Regions from separate parts of the Gossypium hirsutum genome. Here region 2 is linked to region 1. A link is a contact called in public Hi-C data. All regions are on one chromosome and are shown on one strand. Each heading gives the region's core, a stretch centred on a gene start, on an enhancer-like site or on the middle of the called end of the contact. The rest is flanking DNA. Distances are from core to core; before and after follow the strand shown. Region 1 holds the start of LOC107888113 (transcription factor MYB41). Region 2 holds the start of LOC107886677 (G-type lectin S-receptor-like serine/threonine-protein kinase At2g19130).

Region 1 (7,200 bases), core at 4,643-7,142:
TCAAAACTAATGAATTAAACAAGTGGACCTACTTGTAAAAGTCTCAAAAACACAAAAATTATAAGAAATAATCAAGAATTAAGCTTACATGTAGTAAAAATATGAGAGACCAACTTAAAAGAACCCTTCAATGGTGTTTTTTCTGGAGAGGATGAAGAAAAATAAAGAAAACTCTAGATTTACCTAATATATCATATTTTACAATTAAATTTTTACCCTATTTTCAAATTTGCCCATTGTTTACACTTGATTTTTATTTTTCCTGCACACTCATGCTGTCAGCCCATCTAATTTGGATCTATTTACCTTTTAACTCCTTCTTTGATTATCTCTTAAGCTATTTAATCATATTTTATAATTTTGTACTTTATTCAATTTAGTTCTTTTTCTTCAATTAACTATCAAAATGGTAAAATTTCTTAACGAAACTTTAATACTAACTTATTAACACTCCATAAATATTTTTAGAAATATTTATGGCTTGGTTTATAAATTTGAGGTCTCGATACCTCGTTTTTATCTCATTTAATCTATAAATTTCCTTTAATTCATAATTTCACTAATTCAAAAATATTTCTAAAATTACATTTAACTTTTACTTACTAATATCTAAACTCACATTTTGGATTTAGTGATCTCAAATCACTATTCCGATATCACTAAAATTTGGGCCGTTACATTATTCAATTTAATTCTTATACCTAATTAACCTTAATTCAAATTAATTCACCTAACCAAAAACTTTGTAAATATTCTGTTTGTGGAAAACGGAGACCTGAAAATACACTTTCTCAATTACCTGACTATTAGGTCGTTACAATAAGATCAAGTCAAATTCCCCAAATGGAAGCTCCATCAGATCTACCAGAAATACAGACCCTTACACCTCTAACGAAATGTCTCTATAAAGTTCACTAACCCGAACAGACTCACTGAACAAAGATAAGGCTTGATTCTAAAAATCACAAAATTGCCAAAGGTGAGGCTTGAACCTAAGATCTATTGAATAGACCCAAAGCACTTAACCACTGTAGCAAATATACACTTGTGACAATTTTTTCAAAAGCCGAAATAAATTAATTGGGGCTTTACAAAAATATAAAAATTAAACTCTAAATTTAGGTAGGCTCCAATTTCTATAAGACGAGCATCAATAAATTGGTGAAACACTTGTGAGTGAAGGCCTAATACATAGATATACTAAGGCGTTAATTGATAGGATGAAATGTCTAAATCTTATCTTGTAAAACTAGTTTCATCTAAAATTAGGAAGAATACCTTTATGAAATTATAGTGAGAATCGATGGTAAGAATGAAAAAAAGAGAGGGTGAAATTTCAAAATCTTGCCGACATATATATAAAATAAATTCCTTTGGGATTAAAATTCAAAGTGTATAGGGTGAGAAATCCATTTCAGCCTTTATTTCTTATTGACTTAAAAGGTTTAAAAACTTACAAACAGGGATGGTCAGCAGCCATTAACACAATGGTGGTAGAACAATAACACACTGAACTTTTTATCATCTCTCCTTCTGCAATGGTTTTTGATAGTTGGCATGTTTTATTCACCAAATATCAACTTGGGATATTTTGTATAGTGTTAATTACAAGCTATTTAAATGCAGTGTTAGTTAAGAAATTAGTTAAATCTGTTAGCAAGGGTTGTTAGAGGTGTTAGTTTTGGACAGTTACTCTATTACGACATTAACTGAGGCAACTTGCTCTTGTTTCTTGTTGAACCGCAGAAACCAGCCATTCACCCTTCCATCAAAAACCGCACTTCATTATTCAAGAAAATATTGTGGTTATTAAGTCAGCAAAAAGCGTATCCCATGTGCATTAGTGGGGCAGAAAAGCAAAATGGCAAACCGAATTTCATAAACCAAGACTACTCTCTTGTACTCCGTTTTCATTCTCATACTGTTTATTCACCTAGATTTCTGCATTTTCCTTACCCATCTTCAAATTCAAAGCTTAAATATCTTTACGTCATGCAAAGACAAAATTGCACTTTTTCTACCAAAACAAAGGCTAATGAAGTTTGGGTGGAACTAATTGCCTTTGCTTAAAGATGAGGAAGAGATACATTAATTATGTAAAAGGAAAACGATAGTGATAGTGATGCATGTGGGGAATTGGGATGTATATCATATACTTCTAGAATGTGATTGCGTTGGAGAGTAAAAATCCTTATTTACTACTCCAAAAAGTGGTTAATTAGTAGTCCATCTTTATACAAGGTTTAATTCAATACGTAATTCATCCATAATGAAGAGCTTGACTTTGTCAAATTATGAAGTACTTTGTTATTCGGTTTGGTGAGCTATATATGATTTTCCAATAAAGAGACTTCCCTTATATAGTTTCCTCACCATCGAGCTCGGGATAAGTTGCTGCTATTCCTCTAAGCCTAGGACATTAAAATATCAAAAAAGAAAAGGAAACCAGTGATTATGAGACTAGATATAAACAATGTTTTTTCAATAAATAAAATGATTTATTTTAAACAAACATGAATTTCAAAATAAAATAAAATAATTTCCTTTTAAAAATTGTTTTTTTTAATGTAAGATTTATATTAATGTTCATGGTCGCCTCTTCCAACAATATTTTAGAAATGCAATATGTTTTATCACTACATCTAACATTTATTAATAAAGAAAGTATTTTAACCTCATCATTCACTATGTATTTGCCAAAAAGGGAAGATGTTTCCTGTTTTTTTAGATAATAAATCATGAAATTTCCTTAATTGATAGCGGTAAGTATATAAGTTTTATGGGGTAATTTAATTATTTTTGATATAATAATTTATTTTACTATCTGAGTTTAATCTTATTTGGGTTAATATAATATTTAAGTAAAATTATTTTAATAATAATGAATCTATAATTAAAATAAGTGAAGAAGGAACAACCTATTTCAAACGTAATAGGACCATTACACTGCGAAGTCATAGAAACTGAAACATGAGTTATATGGTTACTCACCGGGCCAAAGTTGTGCCATAGATTGCATGTTTATCCATGCTCATTTGGACTCTTTTCTTTGTATTAAACCCTTTTTTTTTCCGCAGGCTTGCTTGTTATATAATACTAATTAGAAGAAAATAAAAATAAATGCCATCACTTTCGTTCATCCTCTTAGTTCTAATAGTTGATTTTTGTTGTATTTATTTTGTTGTACCTAATCGAACCATTAAAGCATTAGATACTAGCTAATTTTTATGAGTTGGCACATCCTTCTATTAATGATTTTGTACTCATCGCTATTGCATCCCGTTGCCATTGACAAGGTTGCTAAATCAATATTATTAATGATGAAAAAATGAGATATTTTTTTAACAATTATGTTTTTATCTTTATTTTATTTTCTTTTTGTTTAAATTTTCTTTTTCAAATGGTTCAATAAATGTGGGGTGTGCCTTGCATTTATTGGATATTTTGCAGGCACCTTAGACGAGAATTGACAAGCAATCGAAGAAGGGCCAAAACAGGCCCTATATTGGGACGAGGAGCGCCAGCTCGTTGGGACGACGCGATGGACAACGTCGTGATGAGGTGAATGAGACATTGCAACGTCACGATGTGTTCTCCTATTTGACAGTGGCGTTTTAGATTTCAAGCAGGACTTCTTCTCCTAATTAGACTCTAATTATTTTAGGGATATTTTAGTATGATTAAAACTCTAATCTTAGCTCATTTAAAGGGACCATTGTATCTCTTTTTGGGAGGTCAATTAATAAGGGTTTTTTTAGGGTGAGAAGATGTAATCACATACGAGTTTTTGTGAGAGTTTCGTGGTAATTATAGAGATTATTTTATACCCCCTTTTATGAGTTCCTTATGAGATTTAGGATTTTGAGCTTTGTATTCGGGATTTTGAGTAATGTACAGGTTGTACATTTAGGTTTATTTTCTTCGTATTGCACTCTTGTTTATTTACTCATCTAGTGAAAAGTTGACACCTCCTTTGCCTATGATTTTCCACGTAAAATATTTGTGTTCGTTCCTTTCCATTTTTGCTATCTCGTTGTTTATATGGATTGACCCCTAACAATAAAGATATATAATTTGCACAAATATTAAGGGAAAAAACTTCTAAGTACTTATTTATTTTAATAAGATTTAATATTTATTTTTTTAGGTATAACCACATGTGTTATCATCCATTTTATGATATAAGATAAATCCTTAGGAGTAATAATCAAAGAAAATCTTGTGAATACTGATATTAATTAAAATTTTCAATTTTATTCAAATGCTTAAAATTAAAATACATTCAATTTTGAAAAGAGAAGTAGAAAGATAGACCATTAATAAAAAATGGTGGAATAAAAAGAAAACTAATTCATATTTTCATCAACATAGTAGTAAAAAGAAATTACAAACCAAAACCAAAAGCCACTAAAAAGGGGTTTTAAAGAATAAACAAAAACCATTAACAATGATGGTGCATTTAGTTTACAAGTCCAAACCAAACTATAAGCTGTAAATTATTTACATAAAATCATTGATATCCAAGCCCTCCGGTATTTCAAACTTAAGCAAGCTGCTAAAGCTTTCTCTCTCGTCATCGGTACTGCTGCTGTTCACGAATGTAGATGATGAGTTCAAAGGCGTTGGACTTGATATCGCCGACGACCTCACCGAATCAAAGCTGCCATCCACTGATTGGAAATTGGAAGTTTCAGACAGAATGGGAACTGTAGGATTTGTGCTGCACTGCACGTAATGTGGTTGCGCAGCAAATTCATTGGTTAAAGTGGAAGTTGTCAAAATTTCTTGGGAATTTGGGTAGCTGAAGTTCGTCATATCGGAAGACAAAAAGCCTTCTCCGGAGGCTTGTATGAGTCCTGTTTGGCTTAGCATCGAAGTACAACAAGGGACGGTGGACGTGGTGGTGCAAGCTGAAGCAGTTTGAATGGGAGCTTGTAACGAGGGGTCTAGATTTAGTTGGTTTTGTTGGAGATATTGCATCAGCATTTCTGGGTTTTCTTGTTTTAGAGACAAGAGGGTGTTTGCTAGGCTGAGCAGTTGGGGATTTAGGAGAGCTTGTGTACCTAACAAGTTTGACACATTGAGAAGAGATTGGTTGCACAAAGTTGAGCTGATAATGGAAGAAAGGTCAAGCAAATCAAGGCGTGGAGCATGTGTCACTGGATCGATCCCATTCCTTAGAAGCCTTTTCCTGATATGGGTGTTCCAGTAATTCTTAATTTCATTATCGGTCCTTCCTGGCAATTGACCCGCAATAGCCGACCACCTGATATATTCACAACAAAAATTAGGAAACTGTCTAAATTCCAACATCTTCATTAATATGAAAACCATTACCAAACTGAGGCAACCTACTTGTTCCCCAAGATACCGTGTAGTTGAATTATAGTTTCTTCTTCTTCAAATGAGAACCTTCCTCTCCTGATATCAGGTCTAAGGTAGTTCGTCCATCTGAGACGGCAACTCTTCCCACATCTTTGGAGACCTAAACAGTTTGAAATAAAAGCATGATCAGAGGCTGGAGGGATTGAATTCAAGTGGAGGCGAGGAGAGATCAAATAATTGCATACCGGCATTCTTAGGGAGAGTACGCCAGTTTCCTGGTCCATGAACCTGAATATAGTTAGTAAGCTTAAGATCTTCCTCGGGAGTCCAGGGACCTTTCTTGAGGCCACTTTTGTCACAGCAAGGTGTTCTCCCCATTGGTTTTCCTTTGGATAAGTTAAGTTTCAAAGTATGTAGCACTTTACGTGAAGGAGTGAGACTGGGAGGGGAAGGCTTGAACGAAAACAATGAGAAATTGATGTGTAACTTGTCTATCCTAAAGGAACCATAGACCTCCACATATATATATAAAGAGTTGGAAACAAGATGGGTACCATGATTGAAGTCAATGGAATTTGGCGCCGGCCTTCTGACACAAGCCTTTTTCTCTACGTATTACGTAATAGCTCCAATTAAATGTAATTCATCCACATGTAATAGGGTTGTAAAATGGGAGCGTACGACTGCCCTGCATCATCAGTAAAACATTGAGATATTATTTTATATCATTCATAATATAATTTTTCGTAAAACATAATACATTATTATTGAAATAAAATAAAAAATAATTTCCTGCATTATTATAAGTAAATGATAATATAATATACTATTATTGTTGAATAAAATAAAAAATGATGTAAGAGTTACAAATAAATATTAATAACTTTATTTAAATAATAATCAATTATTACAAATATTTTAAAACCCTAAATTCAACACCCCAATCTCTTAAACTCTAAACTCAAAAGATATTAACATTTATTAATAATAATTAATTAATATTTAAGTAAAATTATTAGTATTTTTGTATAACTCTTTCATGATATTTTATTTTATTTTTATGATAAAATATTATATTATTATTTTATAAAAATATATGAAATTCGTACACGAAATATTATTTATGGTAAAATTTAAAAAAGAAAAAAGAAAAAGTGAGAGTATATAATGAAATTAAGATAGTTTACTTAAAAACCACACTTAACTCACAGTGTGTCATTAATGATAGACTCAGGGACATTAAATTTATTATATTATGTTTGTTCTTTTTTACTTGTTACCCGTAGAAGCGGTTTCAATACAAACTCTATTAAAAACGAATTTCTCTTCAACCTTTGACGAGTTTCGACCAAAAGAAAATAAAATTTGACGGCTAGGGTTTCTTCCAATATCATCAACTCTTTAAGGTGTATTTTTTACAAATATATATATATATTCATAATTTTTAAATGTTTGAAAATATATTTTGAGCCATCGGATATAATGCTTTTAGGTTAATTATAGCTTCATGAAGCTGTAGAAATACTTTAGGTAGTTGAAGAACAACATAAATAATTAACGAAATTTTAACTTTATGTATTCAAATTTTAGTTATTCTTCGAAAAAAAAATTCATTTGGTTGAAATTTTTTTTTGAAGTAAAGTGATATTGTATCAATATGGAACAAACAGAGAACGATGCTGTGAAGAGGAGCCATATGATATCGTGACGATGAATATAAGGGAGAAGCAAAAACGATGCCACGACATGGCGACGTGTCATGAAATTTTTTCGGTTTTCTTCTCCTAGTTAAACTCCAAGTATTTGTTTCAGTCATTAATGTTGATTATTTTAATATTTTTGACCTATGAATTTAGTCTATAAATAGACACTTTT
Region 2 (7,823 bases), core at 469-2,968, 260 kb before region 1:
AAAGTTGAGAAAATTTTCTCCAATCAGTCCTCATCAGTTATTTTTTCTTCACATAATTTTAATTGAGAACTTATCTTAAATATTGCAGTATTATACTCATTATTATACTCATTATTTTATCTTAAATTATCGTTTTCTGATGTTAATATCTTTCTTTTAAACTATACCACAATTCAAGTGGATCTTTTATAGTTAAATATTTTGTTTTCAAACGTTCATGAAGATGATGATAAAGGAGAATCATAGCTTGGGCTTTATCTTGTTTAGACGCCTCATTACCTTGGGTAATTATATTCCCAAGACCTAAGTGAATTTCAGCATCTAACGCCCATGACAAATAGTTCTTGCCTAATATGTGAAGAGCCGCAAATTTAAGAAATTAGAATAAGAAGTGATACCTATAAAATTGACCAACTTTGTTCTTTTTAAATTGTTTAATACTGAAAACCTAATGGTGGTTTATAAGTCTTAATAGTTATTTGTATGTAGGATCAAACTTTACTTTCTATATAATACCAATAAAAAAATAGTCATATTGATAATGTGTTATAAAAAAATTAAGAAAACAATAGTAAATAGTAAAAGGTAAATGAAAAGTTTAGGAGAATTTTTCTCGTATTCAAATTTCACTTACAATGAACTTTATTTATAAGTTTATTTACATTCAATGAAGCAAATGTGCCTTAAGTGTTTCATTGAAACATCTAGGTTACTCTCATATTTATAAATGAACTAGAGAATTTTATCTTATCACTTTAATAAAAGTTTAATGGGGTTATAGATATTCATTGTCAATTATTTACAATATATTTTTATTTTCTAAATACACAAAACACAAGAAAAGAGAGAAAATATAAAAAAATTGTCAAACAAATTCAAAAAAATCTTAAATATATGGAAAGTTATATAAAATTTCTAGAAATTAAAAAAAAATTATTTTACAAAAAACAATTAAGCATTTGTATGAGAGTGCTTCACGCCACCTTTTTTTTTCTTTAATGGCATTAATGGTTAGGACAAACTGATATAAAAGTTTAAGTACTAAATTGATATAAAAATTCTTAAATATCAAAAATAATAATTAGGTAACTTCGAAGATAAGTAATATATTAATCCAACTTTATTTGAAGAGTGTTAAAAAATTTACTCAAGGATATTTGTTTATTTTTAATAAATAATTCATGTTTATCTAGATATTTTAGAGAAGCCGACAGCAGGTCTAATGGAGTTCCGTTAATCTTTTTTTTTTTTTGGATAAAATCTAACTTCATGAGTTTTTATAATTCATATAGAATTACTATTTTAATAATTTCCGAATTTAATAAGTAAATTAAATTATATAAATCTAAATTGTCATCATATATTGAAGCACTTGGATTTAAGGTAGACAGAGGTAAGCTTTGCAGGTGTAAAACCAACGAACAGCACTGGAGTAAATCATAAGTATATGAAAGAGGGGGGAAGAAGTGCTACGCGGTCCAGTTGACCTTTTCAAAACAACCTATTCCTTTGACTTTCCTCCTCGATTTGTATTATCGATGACCGAGAATGATTAATAGCTCATAGCTGTAGTCGAAAGGCACTGCTGTTTCGATACGAGGTTACTAAAATGCCCATGTTCTGTAAGGAAAAAAACAAAGGCCATACTTGTCTTTTCCACTAGCTTTGATTGAGATGCAACAATAAAACTACCCCCCATAGCAGCCATTAATTCCTCACGACATGTTTTGTCTCGTGTTTTAAATAGCCTTTTGAATTGTCCTCTGAAATATCTGTGTTTTCCCCTGCCACGAAATCCTCTTACAACCATGGAGCCATGGCTCAAGCTTTCTGTACTAGTCTTTATGTGGTTTTCTTTCAATAGCCAACTCTCCTTAGGGGCAGACACCATCTCAGCAAATCGGTCTCTCTCCGGTAATCAGACCATTGTTTCATTGGGTGGAAACTTCGTGTTGGGCTTCTTCACACCAGGTAAGTCTTCCAACTACTACATAGGCATATGGTACGGCGGCAAGGTCTCTGAACAGACCCCAGTTTGGGTTGCAAACAGGGAGACACCAGTCCGTGATACACAATCTTCAGAACTAAAATTATCTGATGGTAACTTGGTTTTGTTCAACGAGTCCAAAGTACCAATTTGGTCCACCAATATTAGCTCAAGCAGCTCAAGTTCTGTAGTAGCAGTCCTTGAAGATAGTGGGAATCTTGTTCTAAGAGATGGTCCCAATTCAACAACACCTTTGTGGCAAAGTTTGGATCATCCCACACACACATGGCTTCCCGGTGGTAAGATTAGCTTAAATAAACGAACCAATCAAAGTCAACTTCTTATTTCATGGAAAAATTCAGAAGATCCTGCGCCGGGTCTCTTCTCTCTGGAGCTAGATCCCGAAGGAACCAATCAATATTTGATTCTGTGGAATAGGACCAGACAATACTGGACGAGTGGACCTTGGGATGAACAAGCAAGGATTTTCACTTTAGTTCCAGAAATGAGATTGAATTATATCTACAACTTCAGCTTTCATTCAGACGAAAACGAGAGTTATTTTACTTATTCGCTTTATAATCCTGATACCATATCTCGATTTGTTATGGATATTTCGGGGCAGATTAAGCAACTGTCTTGGTTGGAAGGTAGCAAGGAGTGGAATTTGTTTTGGTCACAGCCGAGACAACAATGCCAGGTTTATGCTTATTGTGGGGCTTTTGGCAGCTGCACCGAGGGAGGTTTGCCTTTCTGTAATTGTTTGAGAGGTTTCCATCAAAAGTCGCAATCCGCTTGGAATCTGAGCGATTTTTCTGATGGGTGTGAAAGGACAACCAAGCTGCAGTGTGAGGAGAATCGCACCCTTACTAATGGAAAGCCTGATAAATTTCTAACAAGCCCCAACGTGAAATTGCCTCAAAATGCTCAGCCTATGACCGCTACGAGCATATCGGAATGTGAATCAACCTGCCTTCAGAATTGCTCTTGCACTGCTTATGCTTATGACAGTGATGGGTGTAGAATTTGGATAGGCCAACTCTTGGATCTGCAACAACTTGCGGATGATGCTAGCGATGGCAAAACTCTATATCTCCGATTAGCGGCATCTGAATTTTCCAGTTCCAGCAACAATAATGGAATCATTATTGGAGCAGCTGCAGGGTCGGTGAGTTTAGTCCTGGTCCTTGTAATATTTGGAATCTGGAGATGGAGGCGGCGGACAACGATAAACCCGAAAGCTGTTGAAGGCTCGCTTCTAGCTTTCGGATATAGGGATTTACAGAGTGCAACCAAGAATTTCTCTGAAAAGCTTGGGGGAGGAGGCTTTGGTTCTGTTTTCAAAGGAACGTTGCCAGATTCGAGTGTCATCGCTGTGAAGCAGCTTGAGAGCATCAATCAGGGAGAGAAGCAGTTCCGCACAGAGGTCAGCACAATTGGGACGATCCAGCATGTTAATCTAGCGCGGCTTCGAGGGTTCTGCTCTGAAGGTACAAGGAAGCTGTTGGTGTATGATTACATGCCAAATGGTTCTTTGGATGCCCATCTTTTCCATGAAGAGAAATCTAAAGCTTTAACGTGGAAAACAAGGTACCAGATTGCACTTGGTACGGCTAGAGGCTTAGCTTATCTTCATGAGAAGTGCAGAGATTGTATTATTCACTGTGACATCAAGCCAGAGAACATTCTCTTGGATGCTGAATTCTGTCCCAAAGTCGCAGATTTTGGCCTGGCAAAGCTTATTGGGCGGGACTTCAGCAGGGTCCTGACAACTATGAGAGGGACAAGGGGCTATCTTGCACCCGAGTGGATTTCAGGAGTCCCGGTTACAGCTAAAGCTGATGTCTACAGCTACGGGATGATGTTGTTTGAGTTTGTGTCAGGAAGGAGAAACTCTGAACAATCTGAAGATGGCAAAGTTAGATTCTTTCCGACTTTGGCTGCTAGCGTAATGACCCAAGACGATGATGTGCTTACCCTATTAGACCCCCAATTGAATAGAGATGCCCCTGAAGAAGAGCTATCAAGAATATGTAAAGTGGCTTGTTGGTGTGTGCAAGATGATGAAGCTCGCAGGCCATCAATGGGTCAAGTAGTTCAGATCCTGGAGGGTGTTTTGGATGTGAACCTGCCTCCAATTCCGAGGTTTCTACAAGTGTTTGGGGACAATTCGGACCATGTAGTCTTCTTCACAGAGTCATCTTCGAACCAGAGTTCACAGACACCGAGCTACACCTCAACTGCGTCTTCTCAGGCTAAGAGTAACACATCATCAATGAGTTCATGAATCTTGAAAAACATTTTCCGGAAATAAGTTAGGGTAGTTTGGTTTCATCATGTGTATATATGTTGTAATTTCAGAGCTGTTTTTACATTATTTTTCTAATTCGCAAGCCATTCCTATTAATAGTTGCTTTCTTTATGGAGATTGGAGCATGTTGCTTGCATAATTTGAGCGAAGCATTGCTTCATAGCATGCGATATATAAATGTAACATGGTATGCATGTTTCTATGGTTATAAAGCTTTGTTTTAAGTATAATTGTTTGTTACCTTATTTTTTAGTGATAAATTGTGTAACATCTGAGACATTGGTTTGTATCGGTAATTTAGTGACAACAATCAAAATTTACTTCTTATATCAATCATGCATTGAAACAATTAATATAAAAATCTTCATCAAAATTTTATTATAGTTTCTTGAAGCAAATTAAGAGACGTATTATAGTGTAACTAATAGTAATACGTAATCTAAACCATTGGATAAGCTTTGAATTCACCCATCCCGTAATGTGACCGATGCTAGAGCTTACTTGCGAGTTGCCGGTCTTATTATTGAATTGCAATATATATATTTTATACGTATCGCATTTTCTTCAATAAATATTACTGTTGTTGTAGCCACCGCTGTGAATTATCTTGCAGTTGTAGCTATGAAGACCAAGGAAGTTAGTGGACGCCTGGTTCATGTTTTCAGTGTTGTTATTGCTCATGTGTTTGTCTTTACGAACCCAAGTCTGCTTTGCAGTTGATACCATCTCCAGAAACCAATCTCTTTCTGGTTATAAAACCATTGATTCAGCTGGAGTCTTCCAGCTTGGTTTCTTCAGACCAGGAATGTCTTCCAACTATTATATAGAGATGTGGTTCAAAAAAGTGTCCCCGCTCACTATAGCTTGGGTTGCAAACAGGGATAAACCTATCCATGATATATATTCATCGGTTTTGAAAATCTCTGATGGTAACTTAGTTCTGTTCAATGAGTCTCAAGTGCCAATAGGTCTACAAATGTTAGCCCAGGCTCAGGCTCAGGCTCAGCCATCTCAAGTTCTATAGTAGCAGTTCTTTTAGATGATGGGAATCTTGTTTTGAAAGACTATCTGAATTCATCGGCAATATTGTGGCAAAGTTTTGATCATCCAACGGACACCTGGCTCCCGGGTAGTAAGCTTAGATTAAATAAACAGACAAAGCTGATGTTTACAGCTTTGGAATGATGCTTTTGGAACTTCTATCAAAAAGGAGAAACTGCCAACACACAATTGATGAAGAAGGTGCATTCTTTCCAGTTTGGGTTGCTAGACAATTGATTGAACGCACGGATCTCCTCAAACTCTTAGATAGCAGACTGAATGGAGATGCCAATTTAGAAGAACTCTCAGGAACATGTAAAGTAGCTTGTTCGTGTATCCAAGATCTGAAATCCAAAGGCCATCGATTGGTGGAGTAGTTCAAATCCTGGAAGGGGTTATGGATGTAAGCCTGCCCCTATTCCACGATTTATACAAGAAATTAGTGATGACCAGGAGAACATATTTTTCTTACCTGACTCAACGATAAGCTGTTCACAGGCCCAGGCCATACTTTAGTTGTTGCTACTCTAAGTAAGAGCATTTCATTCTGAATGAGTTCATGAGCCTAGAAAACAATATGCTAAAAGCAAATGCATGATGTCTATATTTGGCAGTGAATATAGCTTACACTTACCTTAATTCCTAGGAGGGTAATTAGCACAAGCATCATGGTTTCGGACACAGTGGCTATCGTGTACTTGTTAACTATCCATATTCATAGTTTGAGCAACCTTGACTCATCAAATAAAATATGTATCAAACTAGAGATTTAAGAATCAGAGTTTATATTATGGTGTGAAGCAAAAACTTCCTGCTAATATATAGTCATAATTCATATTAAAGGGCTTAGTAGCATATTGTCTTTATTCTAGATGAAAGAAGGCAACAATTAGGAGAAAAATGAGTCAATGTTGTTAATTCAATATAGCCACACACAAAAGGAATAATACAGTGGAAAATGGAAATGGAAAAAGAACAAACATAGAATACATCATGCTAGTATTTCGAAACTGCTAGAAAACACAACAAAGATCTTGGTAATATACTTTCCTAAAACGGTAGCCAAAACTAGGTATCTATAGATCCTAATCGATTTCAATATGAATAATAAATTTAATATAGAAATCCTTAAACTCAAGTTTTAATAAAAATCTGTATAATTCATAAATAACAATTAACTGTATAAATTACAACAATTGTTCACCTAGTCCTACATACATTTTTGGAGCAAATTTTACAGCAATTCTTGCAACCTATGAATGTTTACATAAGAAGTAAATAAGAAAAAATGTAGAAATATAATCTATACATTTAGGATTGAACTGTCTACTATCATTTCTAGCTTGAAGAGCTGCCATAATCAGAGCTAGAAGAAGAGCCTCGCGGAATTTTAGGAAATGGGTTTCCAGAGCAAATTGAAGCAAATTGACAATGGCGACACTTCCAACGTTCTTCTTGCGGGGTGTAACTGGCTTCTCGTTCACCTAACCAGAATTCAAGATTGCTTTGAATTTGTCTTTTGAGCCAATCAGGATCATATGCAAATTCATCTTCACCCAGCACTGACTGATCTTTTTGTAGTTCATATCTGCTTCAAAGCAACCACATCATACAGCTCGGTGAAAAAAAGGTTTACATATAACTCTAGCTAAGTTGGTTCACGTAGTTATTCTTGAAAAGTAACATCCAACAAATCAAGGTTCTTCTTAACTTTCCTATTCCTCCGTTGCAACAAAATGAATATATCTCGTATGATAAATTCTATTGAGTTCCCACCATAAAAAGTTTACTAATAGGGCTTCTTGTCTTAATATAACAAAGGTTTCTTAACTTTCTGATAAGCTGTAAAAGTAACATATTTTAAGTCATTCTTAATGCATTTTTGGATGATTAATGATGTAAATTAATGAATTTGATGCTCCTAATCCTTTAAATTCATGTTTCTATACTTCGGAGAGCATTTGGGAGCAAAAGGAGCGAAAAACGAGCCAAAATCGGACGAATAGAGCTGTTTCCAGGATCCACACAGCCTGGGCATTTCTACACGGACTTGCCTTTGTTGTAATTATAGTTAGTTTAGTGACCATCACTTTCCTATTATATTTATGTTATTGTCAAGACAGTTGTAAGAGATATCAGTGAAACAGAAATTAAAGTGGCATCGGAGCACTCAAGGCTGTTAAGTGTCAAAATATATTTTAACATTTAGCTGTTTCTGGTTTGACTTCAATCTCAGCAACTGTCAAAACAGACCATGTTTTACAAAACTGAATCAAAGGCCCCATATAATTTTTGAAAACAATTGTCCATTTTATTCCATCTATCATATCCTCAATGTTATCATGTCACTGGTAAAACAAAAATATTCAACTATCATGTCAAAGTTCTTTAGTTTTTCACTCACCTCAATAGTAGCCGGTCGTGAGAGATGGGAAGCATGCTACATGTGTTTATGTAATATTGAATCACGTCATCAAGTGTTTG

What was found. A called contact is a pair of places that touch in the nucleus more often than the background predicts.
Region 2: a Hi-C map of seedling shows a contact between it and region 1, with 2.5 times the contacts expected there. The contact joins the promoter of LOC107886677 here to the promoter of LOC107888113 in region 1. A contact is called at or near these places in 4 of 34 Hi-C or Micro-C datasets (hypocotyl, leaf and seedling).

What each region holds. Positions count from the first base shown.
Region 1 is chrA03:106,601,147-106,608,346 of Gossypium_hirsutum_v2.1, reverse strand. LOC107888113 (transcription factor MYB41) reads right to left here and starts at 5,892. Exons shown (of 3, transcript XM_016812261.2): 1 at 5,571-5,892; 2 at 5,356-5,485; 3 at 4,331-5,266. The coding sequence starts at 5,703. The coding sequence ends at 4,501.
Region 2 is chrA03:106,859,811-106,867,633 of Gossypium_hirsutum_v2.1, reverse strand. LOC107886677 (G-type lectin S-receptor-like serine/threonine-protein kinase At2g19130) reads left to right here and starts at 1,718. Exons shown (of 1, transcript XM_016810722.2): 1 at 1,718-4,525. The coding sequence starts at 1,809. The coding sequence ends at 4,274. LOC107886678 (exonuclease V, chloroplastic) reads right to left here. Exons shown (of 6, transcript XM_041101092.1): 6 at 6,479-6,927. The coding sequence ends at 6,922.